3 separate regions of the Mus musculus genome follow, and regions 1 and 2 are each linked to region 3. A link is a contact called in public HiChIP or PLAC-seq data. All regions are on one chromosome and are shown on one strand. Each heading gives the region's core, a stretch centred on a gene start, on an enhancer-like site or on the middle of the called end of the contact. The rest is flanking DNA. Distances are from core to core; before and after follow the strand shown.

Evidence for each region. HiChIP or PLAC-seq counts read pairs in DNA pulled down with a chosen protein or histone mark.
Region 1: a contact with region 3 is called in a FOXA1 HiChIP or PLAC-seq map of pancreatic cancer cells. The contact joins the promoter of Slco4a1 here to the promoter of Lama5 in region 3. A contact is called at or near these places in 3 of 484 Hi-C or Micro-C datasets (all in embryonic stem cells) and 2 of 115 datasets of contacts at active chromatin or transcription factors (embryonic stem cells and pancreatic cancer cells).
Region 2: a contact with region 3 is called in an H3K4me3 HiChIP or PLAC-seq map of embryonic stem cells, with 6 times the contacts expected there. The contact joins the promoter of Mtg2 here to the promoter of Lama5 in region 3. A contact is called at or near these places in 8 of 39 promoter capture datasets (the HPC-7 cell line, cranial neural crest, frontonasal cranial neural crest and 4 more), 3 of 484 Hi-C or Micro-C datasets (embryonic fibroblasts, granulocyte-monocyte progenitors and granulosa cells), 8 of 115 datasets of contacts at active chromatin or transcription factors (the NIH/3T3 cell line, embryonic limb bud, embryonic stem cells and 2 more) and 3 of 9 other capture datasets (adipose tissue, liver and pancreatic islet).

The regions. Positions count from the first base shown.
Region 1 is chr2:180,454,805-180,459,233 of GRCm38.p6, forward strand. It overlaps Slco4a1 (solute carrier organic anion transporter family, member 4a1), which reads left to right and starts at 1,441. Exons shown (of 12, transcript NM_001355218.1): 1 at 1,441-1,569.
Region 2 is chr2:180,069,066-180,074,024 of GRCm38.p6, forward strand. Mtg2 (mitochondrial ribosome associated GTPase 2) reads left to right here and starts at 1,528. Exons shown (of 10, transcript NM_181424.3): 1 at 1,528-1,550; 2 at 2,729-2,821; 3 at 4,075-4,168. Ss18l1 (SS18, nBAF chromatin remodeling complex subunit like 1) reads left to right here. Exons shown (of 11, transcript NM_178750.5): 11 at 1-1,136.
Region 3 is chr2:180,224,257-180,228,795 of GRCm38.p6, forward strand. It overlaps Lama5 (laminin, alpha 5), which reads right to left and starts at 1,603. Exons shown (of 79, transcript NM_001081171.2): 1 at 1,235-1,603. The coding sequence starts at 1,546. It overlaps Gm52542 (a long non-coding RNA gene), which reads left to right and starts at 363. Exons shown (of 2, transcript XR_003953984.1): 1 at 363-427; 2 at 683-2,058.

The sequences.
Region 1 (4,429 bases), core at 191-2,690, 230 kb after region 3:
GTTGACAAGTAGACCCTAGACCCTGAAGTCATCACCAGAGGTTCCCAGGATAGAACATGAGTAGGTTCCGGCCACACCCACTCCGGGAAGACATGCTGATAAATAACAAGTCAGGCTGGAAGAACTAAGCTCAGCAGCCAGTCTCTTCTCTAGACATAAAGGAAGAGCCCTGCCTTAGCTCCCGAGGCTGCATGGAGGGTCTGTCCCCAGGCACCCTGTGACTAGTGATGTCCTCATGAGCTGACAGCAGGGTCCACACTAACTTTACTTTTGTGTAGCCCAAGCTGATCACAGACTCTGATTCCTTCTGCCTTTACTTCCCCTGTCCAGATTATAAACTCTGGATGCCTTGGAGAGTTGGGGAAGGTTATTTTGTTTCTATTGTTTTGCTTTGGTTGTTGTTCTTGGTTTTGTTTTGTTTTATTTTTATTTTTAAATCCAGACAGGATTTTATTAGGTAGCCCAGTGTGGCTCTCCCACTAAAGATTCTCCTGCATCAGCCCCATGTATGTATAGGATTATCGGTGAACATCGCCACACCTGGCTCACATGTATTTTCAATTAAATGTAATACACCCCAAAGGGAGACATATATGGAGAGTTTCTGCCATCGGCTGTTGATTGTCAGTGGTATGATGTTAATGGCTAGTGGCTGTCGGCTGTTACTTGGCTAAATTCAGACCAGCTACTGTTTTCCATTTCCTTCAGTGATGTGTTGGAATCATAAAATTAAAAAAAAAAAGAAAAATAAAAAATAAAAAAGGTTGTTTGCTTGATTTTCTGAGACTGGGTTTCTTTTGTAGCCCAGGCTGGCCTAGAACTATGAAAGTGGGACCCTTCTTCTGCCCCAGCCTTCCGAATACCCACAGGCTTACAAGCAGTAGCCATCACACTCGTATGGCTAATTATCTTAGTTTTACAGATGCGAAAACTGGCCCAGAGGGGTTCAGAAATATGTTCAAGGTCGCACAGCAGAGAACGCCTCAATTTGAAGGTGACTGGTATATTCTCTCTCCATCTCAGGTCAAGAGTACCCGGAACTGGAACCCTGTGGGCTCCTCCGGTGAGGGTGTGGTTTGGCCCAGCGCCCCGTTGCACTGAACTCACTGGTTGACCTGAGCAGAGAGTGGAGAGATCCCTTTGCCGGGCTGGAGCTGTACCCCACGCCTGAGGGGATCGCTACTCGCGCCCTCCAACGCCTCGGTTCCACGCTTGAGCAGGTGGCATCTACGACGCAGTGAGACTTGAGCCATATTTTCCTAGCCTGCAACCTCCAGAGTGTCCCCCAACAGAAAGAAATCACCGCGTGCAAAGCACTAGCTAAGTCCCGCTCTCTGTGCTGTCCCTGACCCGCCCAAGTTCCGCCCCTCCGCTCGGCCCCGCCCCGGCGCGCCCTCGCTACTGTCACCTCTGGCCCCGGCCCGCCCGAGCCTCGCTGCCATTGGTGGCGGTGGTGAGGCCACTACCCCCATCCCTGCGGGAGCGGCTTGGGCGATGAATGAAGCGGGAGTGGGCTGCGCGCGTAGTCCAGAGCGCAGGGCGCAGCGCGGCAGCCGGGTTCGTGGGAAGGTGAGTGCTCTGGGATCTGGACTGCTTTGAGGTCTCGGACCAGGATGGGGACAGGGTCTGGCTCCGTACTAGATGCCTCCTAGGTATGCCAGACTCCGACCTGCTGACGTCAGGAGCGCGGCAGGTGTTTGCGGAGGCTGGACTAAAGCGCGGCGGAGCCCCGGGTGCGTTGTCTGAAGACACATCCCGGGGAACCAATGCGGGGACAGAGTGGGCTCAAGGGAGCCGGATGCAGAATTCACCCCTTCTCACTGCACATGAGGGAAGCTGCAAGTCTGCAGTGGGGTGGGGGAAGGCAGAGCCGCTGCGCTAGAGCGAGAGGGAAGATGGGAGTGGACTTGGGGCGCAGGAAAGCGTGAGGGGGGGGGGGGGACCGCTAGAGCTGTCGGCCCAGGTTAAAGGTTTGCTAGTATACGCAGGTGCGAGCCTCTGCGGGTCTGTTCAGCGACAGATCCAGTGGCTGTGGTGGTTGTTGCTAAGACCGAGGGAAACGTGGAGCACGGAAGTTGCTCACTAGTGGCGGGCTTTGTCCCTACGAGGAGCGCGGATGCCCGGGTCCCTGAGGCCCGGTACCTTCACGCAGCTCTCCGATGCCCCCGGACGCGTGTGTACGCCAACGAGAGTTCGGGTCGCTTTGCTGCCTGATTGGCACGCTTAGCTCCAAACCCGGGAACTCAAGGCAGGGTACCTCCTTCACAGGAGAGGTGAGCATCTGTAGGAAAAATGAGATAGAGACACATAGTCGCACCTTATAGCTTGGGGCCCCAGGCGCAGTGGCTTGAGTTTAGCGTGATGAGGATTGCTGGCCTCCCCCAGACATGGCCTTGGGGTGTTTCTGTCCCAAGGTGTTGAAACTGCCCATTTGTGATGGAACTATCCCAACTTCAGGGCAGTGTTTTTTGTTTGTTTGTTTGTTTTGTTTTGTTTTGTTTTGTAGTTTAGTAAACCAAGGTAGCTGTCTAGTCAGCTGTTGTTAAAGCAGCTTGGGGCAGGTGGACGGCAGGGAAGAGAACACCTGGTGTTTAGCCGAATTATTTATAAATCTTAGCTGTGGTAATGGGGACAGCAGGCGCTGTTTGCTGAGCCTGGCATTTGCTGGCTTGGAGAGGGCTTTGGATAAGAGCAGTCCCAGGCAGCATTTTAAAGTCCCCTTGCACAGAGGAGCAGCCTGGGGCACCGGGATGTTTGGCTTGCCTAGAAATGACACAGGGGAGACCGGAGGTTTGTATCATTTGCCAGCCATTCTCTCTTCAAGAAGAGAGGAAAGCCAGGTCAGAGAACCAGCAGTTACCAGGACAGGACTATGCTGGTGGCCAAAGGTACCTACCTGTTGGCTGTGATGAGGTGCAAGACTTGCCTTGCCTGCCCACTAGGAAAGACCAACAGGTACTACCTGGATAAATTCTTCCTGGATGATCTAATTGTAGCTCATTGGGTGTGGTCCCCAAAGCAGATGCTGGACAAGCCCCAACCAGAACCTTCCCCAATACTGCAGAGGGGCCAGGCAGGCAAGACGGAGGCTTGTGACTGGGTGAAGAGAGGGGCAGGGCCTGGGCCAGGACCAGCAGCATAAAGACTTGTAAATGGGCCCAGCAGGAGAGCTACCGAGTAACTGTTTTGCAGCAGTTTGGACTCTGTCTATGCCTTGCTTCCAGACACTCAGATTTTCTCAGTTCACTGACATATGGGGCCTGTTGTTGTGAGTCCTCTTTCTGTTACAGAAGTCTTCTGACTTAACCTGCTTCCCAGGTGGGTGCTGTTGTGTTTTATGAATTCATACCATTGTGATCTCCTAAAGTGGAACAGGTCGAGTTCCCAGCCTGAAGGTCCTCTGCAGGACGGAGCATTTGAGACATAGAAAGGTCACTGCCCACTCTGGTGCTCCTGGACACCCCTGCTTCCTCTTGAGTTATACTCAGTGCTCCCTTCCTGATCCCCGTGGTCACTGAGAGAGCTCATGGGCTAATCCTTGGAACCTCACCACAGACCTTGTTCTGAGACTCTGGAGAAACTCTGACCTTAGCGTGGTCTTGATGAACAAGAGGGACAGGGAGGTTCAACTCTAGCTCTCAGCCACTGGGAGTAACTGAACAGGCCCTCAGGGATTGTGTCCCATGTATCCAGTGGCCAGGGTTCTGCCTGACCAGTAGAGCCTGGAAGCCTTGCTGGTGGAGATGGAGGAAATGTACCAGCATGCAGTGCCTGGGTTGTATCCTGTTGTGGGTCACTGCAGAGGCAGCGGCTGATCTGGGCGCATCCTCCAAACCTGCTGCTCTCAGGTGAGGGTCTCTGGTTTTCCCCAGCACCCTTTTCCCAATCATGGACAGCTATCATGACCTCATTCTTGTTTTCATTACAAAGAATTATAATCAGCTGGGGTGGTGCTGCATGCCTTTAATCCCAGCATTCAGAAGGCAGAGGCAGTCAGAGCTCCGAGAGTTCAAGGCCAGCCTGGTCTACATGGTGAGTTCCAGGACAGCCAGAGCTACATAGCAAGACCCCCCTCCCCCCATCTTGAGAATACAAAAGCAAACAAACAAATTAGAATTCTGGGCATTTCTATAGATAAGGGTGGTTCTTCTCAAACTACTGGCCTTTTAAAAAGCTGCTTGTTCGTGGCTTAGAAACCAGAGACCATGGGTAGGTAAGGTGAGGCTTGCAGCCATTGTCTGGGCTTCCCTTGGCACAAGATGCCCATAACTCCGGGATCTGAGGGAGCTCCAATATGCTGTTTCTTCTCCTCCCGAGAGCTACCAAGCTCCCCTTCCATATGTCCAGGCCTTGCCTTTGCCTTGTAATTTTTAAACCTGCAAGCTTTGGGGCCTGCCTCAGACACTGCTCCTCAGACCCAACCAAGCCA
Region 2 (4,959 bases), core at 278-2,777, 160 kb before region 3:
GGGCTGACTACATGACGGCTTTAACTTTACAGAAACAAGTTTCTGATCGCTACATGGCAGAAGTATTAGCAACTTGATTTTAGGGACTCATCATCTCTTTAGCTCCTTCCCTTTCTGGCAATTTTTATAAAACTAGCCTACAAGCTCACTTGGGGGCTAAATATCCCATTGAAAATGTCGAAACATTTTAAGTAACTGTGAAATGGTTTTTATTCCTTGCCAATCTGGGAATATGCCTTTTATGTATGCATACATGTGCAAGTGTGTACGTGTGTGTGTGTGTGTGTGTGTGTATGTATGTGTGTGTATGTGTGTATATATATGTGTGTATGTTAAAGTGCTGTATTAGTGTGTATGTGTGTGTGTATATGTAAAGTGCTGTGTTAGTGTGTGTTAATACTTTTTGAAAGAAAAGAACACTTAAAATATGTATCACCCCAAAAGTTCAATTTGAAATGTCTTACATTAAGAATTTCTTGAATGTTGTGTATATATTTTTAAAAGCACTTTGTGAAATAGTTTGTACATTTATTTCCTAATTTATACCTGATTTTGGTGTTAATATATTTAATGATTAATATTGTTTATTTAATGTTTTATTGATTTTTATGTAATTTTGTGGGGGAAAGTGATGCCAGTCTTTTTCATTGCCTGTATTATAGCTTTTCTTCTGTAACATGAATGTTTGAAAAGTCCTAGGCTGAAATGAACCCTTCGTGCAGGTGTGGTTGACTGTGTTTTGTTTTCAATGGTTCCTCCTACTGAAGGCCAGAAAAGATGCAAAGGGAGATTTGGAAATCGCTGCTCATTCTTCCTCCTGTTTCCCAGCATCCGTTCAATACTTGGTGAACTTGACCACTGAGGACTGGGGTTTTCAGATGTGCTGACCACTACGCGCTGCGCTTGTCAGGGGCTATGGGTGGATGGACATCTCTGCAGACTTAGCATATAGCACAGTGGGAGATGGGAGATGTCCGCAGAGGCACTGGGCAGACACAGGCCTGGCCCAGAAAGGAGGTGTTTTCCTTTCCTGTTGTACCTGTTCTCAGACGTGGGCTTCAGTGACTGAGTGTCCGTTCAAACTTGTAAAAAGAGGAAGACTTTCCATTTCCATTAAAACACTTTTTTAGCCATTACCTCATTTCTGTTTATTGAGCATGTTACGTCTGTCTTGTTATTTGTGAACGAAGTACAGTTTTTAAACACCCTATCATTTTCACCCTTGTTTGGTTGGTTGGTTAGACGGAGGCGCACTGTACAAACCTATGTGACTCTCAGACATTCCCGGCCTCTTTTTCCCGAGACTGGAATTAAAAGCGTGCGACCCGGCACCTGGCTTTTTCCTGGTTTTGTGAGACAGGATCACTGTGTGTCTCAGGCTGGGCAGGAATTCACGGCGATCCTTCTGCTCAGCTTCCTTGGTGCCCAGACTTTGGCTTTGGAGCCACAGAGACCACGGGATTCGGGGGGCGGTGCCTCGCCTTCCGGTTTGCTGCTGCACTGCGCGTGCGCGGCCAGAGCCCGACCCGGAACCAGTCGAGCGAGCGGAGGTGGGAGCTGTCGGGAGCGGGTGGGTGCGGGCGGCATTGCACGGGTGTGCGTTCTCCGGCGGCAGGCGGCGGGCGGGATGACTGGGCGGGATCTCTCTCTGTGTGCGGTGGCTCTAATGAGGAGAGCCCGTCCGGCCTGATCGCCGTAAAGTTGGTTTCTGAAAGACTCGCTCTCGCCTTAGCTTGAGCGTGATGGCGCACGCTTGTAAGCGCAGCTTCCCAGATGAGACAGGTGGATTTCTAGGAGTTCGAGGCCCGCCTAGGCCACATAGTGAGACCATGAACAGAAAACAATGGCAGAAACGTCCCCTTGCCCAGCTCTTTTGGAAAGCCTTTATGGATGCGCTACTAGGGTAGAGGCTCACCTGTTAAGATGCAGGCGCCGCAGTGTGTCGCCTAACTATGGGCAGTTGAGTCTTCCTGAGTCCCCGCCTCCGCGGCTTTGTAGAGGCATTCTTTTAAAGATGAGGTAAAGAAGCATTCTGCACACTAAGGATCGGTAGAGATGCGCCTGGGGTGCGAGCAAATGGCCTTGTTCCTACTCAGAAATCTAAAGGACCAGCATGGAACAGTTTCGGAGCTGTCGGGAGGTTTCCCTGCCTGCATGTGAACCAGTCTGGGACCTTGAGTGCTGGGTCGGGGATTGGGTGGGAGGTGGCAGCTGTCCCTCCAGTCAGTCTGTCCCACAAGGCCCCATAGGGCAGGCACCCAGACAGCAGCGTTGTTGAACGCGTGCTTTATTTTGTTTTTGAGACAGGCTCTCCCTTGCTGGCCTGGCACCCAGATGCCTGTCTGGCTTCCGGAGTGCATCTGCCACCGCACACAGCAGGAACACTTACCCCCACCCCCGTGAATGGCATATAATTAAGTAAAAACCATGTAATGTGAGTTGTCAGGTGACAAAATGATACTCCAGTTTCTAAATGTTTTCCACATGAAGAACGAAGTAGATCACAAACATATGTAATGAAGTGTAAAAGTATGTAGCAGAAACAGTAATGCCCGCGTGGGATTTAATATCCGGTAGCAAAGTGAAAATGGAATGCTTAGAATTAAGTTAGTTAACTGTGAATACTGTTAACCAATTGTGCTTAGCCTATAAAAGAATAACACTGAAGAAATGAAAACATTCCTCAAGAATGCTTTTTTTTTTCCCCCTTTCTCTTTTTTTAAGACAGGTTTGCATGTGTCTGGCTCCCTGGCTGGCCTTGAACTTGCTAAGTAGTAGAAGATGACCTTGAACTTCTGACCTTCCTACCTCCACCTCCTGAGTAAGTGGTGGCATGCCTGGATTATGTGATTCCAGGGGTCAACCCCAGGGCTTTGTGCATGCTAGGTCGGTAGGCATTCTACCAACTGAGCTACACCCCTCTTCCACAGTGCTTTCTTCTTTCTCATTGAAGACATCTTGGCACATGTCTCTAGTGCCAGCTACACAATCAGATCAATCGGTTCACTGTGAAACTAGTGCGGAAGGTTCCTGGACACACCTCTTGTGGACAGTAGCCGGGAGCTTAGCATCCTGTATAGCAGCAGTGGCCCTCTCACACGGTAGCACCGTGGAATTCCCCATACATGAAAGCCTTGCTGTACAGCCTTAAAGCATCTTGGCTCTCAGGCTCCAGGCTCTGACTCTCTTCATTGGCCCAGCAAAGGCACAGTTAGACAGAAAGTGAGGATGCCCTCCTAGGCTCCCTCTACAGTGTGCTGTGGGTAGACCCTACCCACTAGGACTTTCTGTGATGGCAGTATCCTAGTCTGTATTTCCTGGTTTAGCCCTGAGTGGCCTGTAGCACTGAAGAACTAGGTACTTGGGCTTTATTTACTCTGGTGAGTGTGCATGCCCATGCATGTGAGTGTGCAGATGCACACACGTGCACATGTACAGGTAAGAGGGCATTAGGTGTCCTCTAGCACTCTTTCTCATTCCCTTGAGGCCAGGTTTCTCCCTGAGTCTGGATCTTGCCATCTCAGCCTCCGTGTAGTGTGCACGGTTGCAGGTTACACCACAAGCATTCTTGCCCACCGAGTCATCTCCTCAGCTGGATTTTAATTCATTTTAACTTTATCAGTCCCGGGTGGCTGTAGACACTAGATGGGACAGTGCAGAGATTGCGTTAGGTAAGCAATGAGAGAGAACAGCGACGACGGGAAAGAGGTTTCGTTTGCTCCCTGGCAGGGAGCCGCCCATCTCAAAGAGCAGACACACAAACTGAAAGTGGGGTGAGGAGCAGACTGTGGCAGCGTACACCTTTGGTCTCCACACTTAGAGGTGGAAGCAAGCAGTTTTCCATGACCTGCCAAGGCTATATGGTGAGACCTTGTTGTCCTCAAACCAACCCCCCCACCGCCACCAAAAGAAAAAAAAAAAAAAAAACCCACAGGAAACACAGAAAGAAGGAAAGGAGCCAAAGCAGACCCAAGTCTGTGTCAGGACGCCAGGTGGCTGTGCAGCTGTTCCTAACCTTTCCGTTTGGCTCCACCAGTGCCAAACCAGCTGACAGTGACAGCCTGTGCCTTACAGGTCTAGCCGCCGGTGTGCCAGCAGGTGCCCAGAGCAGAGCCACCCACCACGTTCCTACAACACTCTTTCCTCCATGCAGCAGTTCAAGTCCTTGGTGAGTTCTGATCCTGTTCTTTGCTTCAGCGTCTTCCATTGTCAAATGGGAATAATGGAAGAGTTTGCTTTGTGGAACATTTGTATAGGCAGAATGGTGGGTTCATCACTGGAACCCACTTTAGCAGGGATAGAATTCTGCAGGTTGCACACTAGGGCTGGAACATTTGCTACTGGTTGCTTGGTTTGGTTTGACTGGTTGGTCGGGGTTTTTTGTTGTTGTTTTTAGGTTTACTTATTTTATATATGTAAGGACACTGTCATTGTCTTCAGACACACCAGAAGAGGGCATCGGATCCCATTATAGGTTTTGAGCCACCATGTCGCTGCTGGGAATGAACTCAGGACCTCTGAAAGAGCAGTCAATGCTCTTAACCACTGAGCCATCTCTCCAGCCCCAGTTGAATTTTTTTTTTTTTTTGAGGCAGGGTCTCACATAACTCAGGCTGGCCTCACACAGTGTAGCTGAGGCTGGTCTTGAACTTGCTGAGGTTAAATGTGTACACCAGCTGCCTCGTGTGTTTAGATAAAGTCTCCCTCTGCAGCCGAGAGCCTGGAAATCATAACAGCTTAGACTGACCTCAGCCAAGGGGATCCAGCTCCCCTGAGCTCCACTGTAAGGGTTGCAGATATGAGCTTCCATATCTGACTCAGTGTTCATTATTAATTAATTACAGAGTGGTACAGAGAGGTGACTTGGTGGTTAGAAACACTTGTTACTCTTACAGAGGACCCAGATTCAGTTTCCCAAACACACATAGGTTCTCAGCAATCCATAACTCCACTTCCAGG
Region 3 (4,539 bases), core at 353-2,852:
GCCACCGGTCCCCTCCTGCCTAGGTGCTGGGATTAAAGGCCTGCGCCACCACCGTTTGATGGCACCTCACTTCTGAACGCTCGCCTCAGACGGATCCTGCTCTGACTTGTAAAGCTTCAAAAACAAGTGTTTATACCTTCCCAGGCCTCAGTTTCCCTGTCTCTGATGGCCCACACCTGCTCTTACTCTGAGACTGCAAGGGAACCAGAGCGCAGGGAGCCCGGCCCTTCTCAACTCCCCCTCCCCACTTGGAGGCCCGAGAACAGGCGGGGTGGGCAGGCAAGGAGGGTGGTGGCCAGGTAAACCAGAAAACAGAACTGAATTCCTTCACCGCTCCCCTTTCTCCACCCCGACGAATCCGTTTTTTCAGCTATTCTTTCCCTCGCCAGCCTCCTTCCAGGAACGTGGAAGCAGGTCCCTAGAGAAGGTAGCTAAAGTTACCAGGCCCTAATGGCTCCCAACTCCTTAGGTCCCTAACGTGAGGCAGGAGTCCTGCGGGGGGGGGGGGGGGGACAACGTGGCCCACCTGCAGGCTCAGCCTGAAAGGCAGGGCTCAGGAGAGTCCTTAGGTACAGAATCCACATCTCCCGGGAGACTAAAGCCCCAGAGCCTACCACCTGCTGGGCAGGGGGCTCCTCCACGATGGCCCACAGGTGTTAGCGCTCTCCACCTCCTTCTGAAGTTCCCAGATCCCAAGCAAAGAAGCTTCTTCAACTTTTGGCTGAGACAGTGAGACCCAACACCAGGAGAAACCGGCGATGGTGCGGCTTCCGCGCTCATTCCGTCCCTATCCGGGAGGCCAACAGGTTCCTGCCTGTCCCGGGGTAACAAGGAGCTCCCGCCCCCTCCTCACAGTCAGCGGGCACCCTGGCCAAGTTCCGCCCACGCAGGGATCCCGGACTTACGGCTGCCGAGGACTGATCACCGGTCCCCTCCTGCCTAGGTCACCCCCCCACCCCCACCCCCGAGCTTCACCAGCCCCAGGGGCCCTTGGTCCGCGAGTCGGACACTTCATTGGCTCTTCCAGAGGCACGTGCCGTGTCTGCACGAGTTTCGGTAGCCGCATCAGGGTCCCCCTTAGTCCATCAAAACATGGGGCCAGGGAGTCTTGGTGGGAGAGTCAGTCCGTACTTACTCTCCCCAGCACTGGGAGCCCCTACGAGATGTCTGGGTTCCGGCGCTAGAGGTGGACCACCACAGGATGGTGTAACCAGCTCCTCCGTGCCGCGCTCACCTGGATTGTCTGATTGGGATCTCCGCCAGCCACCGGACCCCCAACCAGCTTGCAGTAGAGGTCCTCGGTGGGGCGTGAGACACTGCGCGTCGGGGCCTCCTCGCCGCAGGTCGCGGACGCGGTGATGCGAGCGCCCTCCGCCAGGTTGAAGTAGGGCGGGTGCAGGCTGAAGCCATCGCCCCCGGGAGTGCGCGCCTCGCCTACCAGCGCCAGTCCAGCCAGCAGCAGTAGCAGCGGCCGTGGCGCGGGGCTCCGGGGGCCAAGAGCGCCCGGTGCGCTCCCCGCGCAGAGCTGCCCTCCGCGCTTCGCCATTTTCCTGCTGGGGGCTGCGGCTCTAGGGACAGCGCGCACCGCAGGAGCCCGGCAAGTCTAGTTTGGGGCGGCCGGTCCCGCTGGCCCCGCCTGTCCGAGGACGTCAGGCCCCGCCCAGGCCCGCCTGGCGCCCGAGCCTTATGCCCTGGAGAGGGGGTTGGGGGAGGGCATAAGAGAGGGGGCGGCCTGGGGACCTTAACCCTTCCGACCCCGGCCAGACCAGCGTCCTGGAAGGGGCACCTGCTGGCCGCCCGCCAGGCCGCGGGAACTTGGCGCTACTGAGCCTTTCCTCTCTCCCAGGTGGTGGCTTCGATCCCCACTGAGACCCCTTGCTTTTTCCGTGGATGTTCAGGACCCCAGCATGCCGGGCCTGCCTCTACCCGCCCAGCGGCTCCTGTTTTTGTTTCCCTAACTTCAAACAGGTCTCAGCCACCTGGCGCCTCCCCGTTGCCCTAGCCTGTTACTCTCTTCCTTCCCTGTTGGTATTTGAATAAACTGTGTGTAGCTGTGGATGGGGACCCAGAGGAGATGTGATCTGCAAATGGTGGGGGGGGGGGGGGTGGAGAAGACCAGACAGGAGGAGACCCCCTACTTCCTCCATTGTTAGGTCGGATTTAGCCCTGTCTACCCCTTTGGGTTTTAAACTCCTCTGCAATAGGGGATCAATACAAGAGCAAAGAAATGACAGGCGCCCACCCATGGAGCATATCCAAGGATGCTCATTGGCCTATAGGTGCCACTCCATAGGCTCCTTGGGAAGCTAAGACTTTGCTTAGACATCTTTCTTTCTTTCTTTCTTTCTTTCTTTCTTTCTTTCTGTTTTTTTGTTTGTTTGTTTGTTTTTTGTTTTTGTTTTTTCGAGACAGGGTTTCTCTGTACTGTATAGCCCTGGCTGTCCTGGAACTCACTTTGTAGACCAGGCTGGCCTCGAACTCAGAAATCCACCTGCCTCTGCCTCCCAAGTGCTGGGATTAAAGGCGCTGGCCACCGCCGCCCGGCTTAGACATCTTTTAAGCAAGCCGTGCCTCTAGCTCCTGTGTTTCTGGGGTACAGTGGGCTCCAGTTGATCTGCCTGGCTGAGTTGCAAACATTGAACGTCCTAGAGGCTTAGCTAAGATGCTTGTGTACCTCATGTCTGCTTCAGCCACAGCCACTGGATTCCCTTCCCTTGGATTCTAGGACCAAACAGGAAAGCCCCCAGGGGTGTAGAGGTCGAACTCAGCAGCAGGGCTAGCAGCTCCCCTTATCTCCTAGCCAGGCCACCATCTCACGTTTTTGGGTAGGACTCCCATTCTTGCTGGTCCTTCTGGATAATCCCAAGGGTCCCAGTGAGTTCCTGAAACACTGCCATCATGTCCTGGCCCAGTTCTGACCCGTAATTGTCTGGAAAATTTGCACCATCCTCCTGCCCTCCTGACTAACCCCCCAGCCTCCTACAAATCTTAAACCCCAAGGGGCTGGGAGGACCCCAGTCTCCGTTGAAAATGCGAGGTCAAGACAAGCTGCCCTCCCTGGATGCTTCCACTTTCCCTCCCCGGAATTCCTCTATAACCTCACTATTAGTTTTCCACCTGGGGGAGGGCAAGGCAGCCGCTTCCCTTTGCTTCGAAGGCTTGGTGTGGGGGAGGGGCTGGCTCCAGAGAGGGCGGGAGACAGGGAGGAATCTGGAATTCAGTAGAGTAGGCTCAGACGCTGATTTAAGACCCCGTGTGAGGCACAGCTGGGGCAGTAGCAGGTTCCCAGATGGCTGGCCCCACCCTACTACTGCCTAGAAGTCCCCCATGCCCGCCAGGAAGCCATTCTCGTTCACGCCTCTACCCTCTTTAGCAGCTGGGGGTCCTAACAGCCTGAGGCTGAGAGATACATTACCAAAGCGTCTGACCTCCGGGCTTGATAGCCTGCTGACTTCAAGGGAGTTTCTCCGGGGTCTAGAGGGCAAAGGTTGTGCCAGTACTCCCCTGAGCCCCCTAGTGGCCAGGCAGGATGTACTTTGGATTGGTCCCAGAGGAGCCAGTGAAAGAGAGGGGGCAGATGGCTGAGAACGTGCCGAGTCAGCCTGTCAGCCAGCACCGGGAGGGTTAAACCCAAGCTAGCTACTTCCCAGCAGACAGCTGGCCCAAGAACAACTGGTGGTGGACGGGGCGGCTGATGCCGGCAGAGGACTCTGTGGCACGGGACTGGTGAAGTGTCCACACACTACCCTGTGGCAGCTGGTCTGCCTGGGCCAGGAGGGAGCAGCTGGATCTGAAGCTAGGGAATGGAGCAAAAGGAGATATCCCACGAGGGTGGGGTACTCTGCCCACTCCATCTCTGTACCCATCCCCTGACAATCCAGACAACATCAGAGGGCCCTGTCCTTGGGAGAGGGTGCCTAGTCTAAAATGAAGTAAGGAGTAAGCTGGCCCAGAGAGGGACGTATGTCAGGAGCGGTCATCACCAAGGTCCAGGCTCAGAGGAAGGCAGAGAGGTCAGCTGCAGCTTGTTGGGGGAAGAAGTCTGGCATGGTTCTATTCCAACAGCATTCCAGGGCTACACGTCAGCCCCTAAGCCACCCAACCTCGGGGGCAGTTGTTGGAAACAAAACCAACGTGAGCTGTCCCTCTCAGCCCTAGAAGCCCACCTTGGGGCTGCCCAGAGGACAAGAGGATAACTCTTGCTCACACTCAAGGGTGTCACTAGGCGTCACAAGCAACAGTAGACAGGCCCCCAGACCCAGACTTCAGGTGGCTGCCACACCCTCCTAGAGAGCTAGCTCTAACTACCTCTTGCTTAGACAAGCCAGGAAGAGGGTCCATTTCCAAGGCCCAGGATGTGTGGAAGCCACATTCCCGTTCTCGAGGCTGCGCTGAGGCCCTTTCAGAGAGCTGATGGTAGAACCTCTGGCCCTGCCCATGGAAGGGAGCCAGGAGCCAGTGGCAAGACTGATTCTGGCAGCTGCTGTCAGCAAGATCCAGCTCTGTCCTCCAAAGATTCAGACTGGACAGATGCCAAAG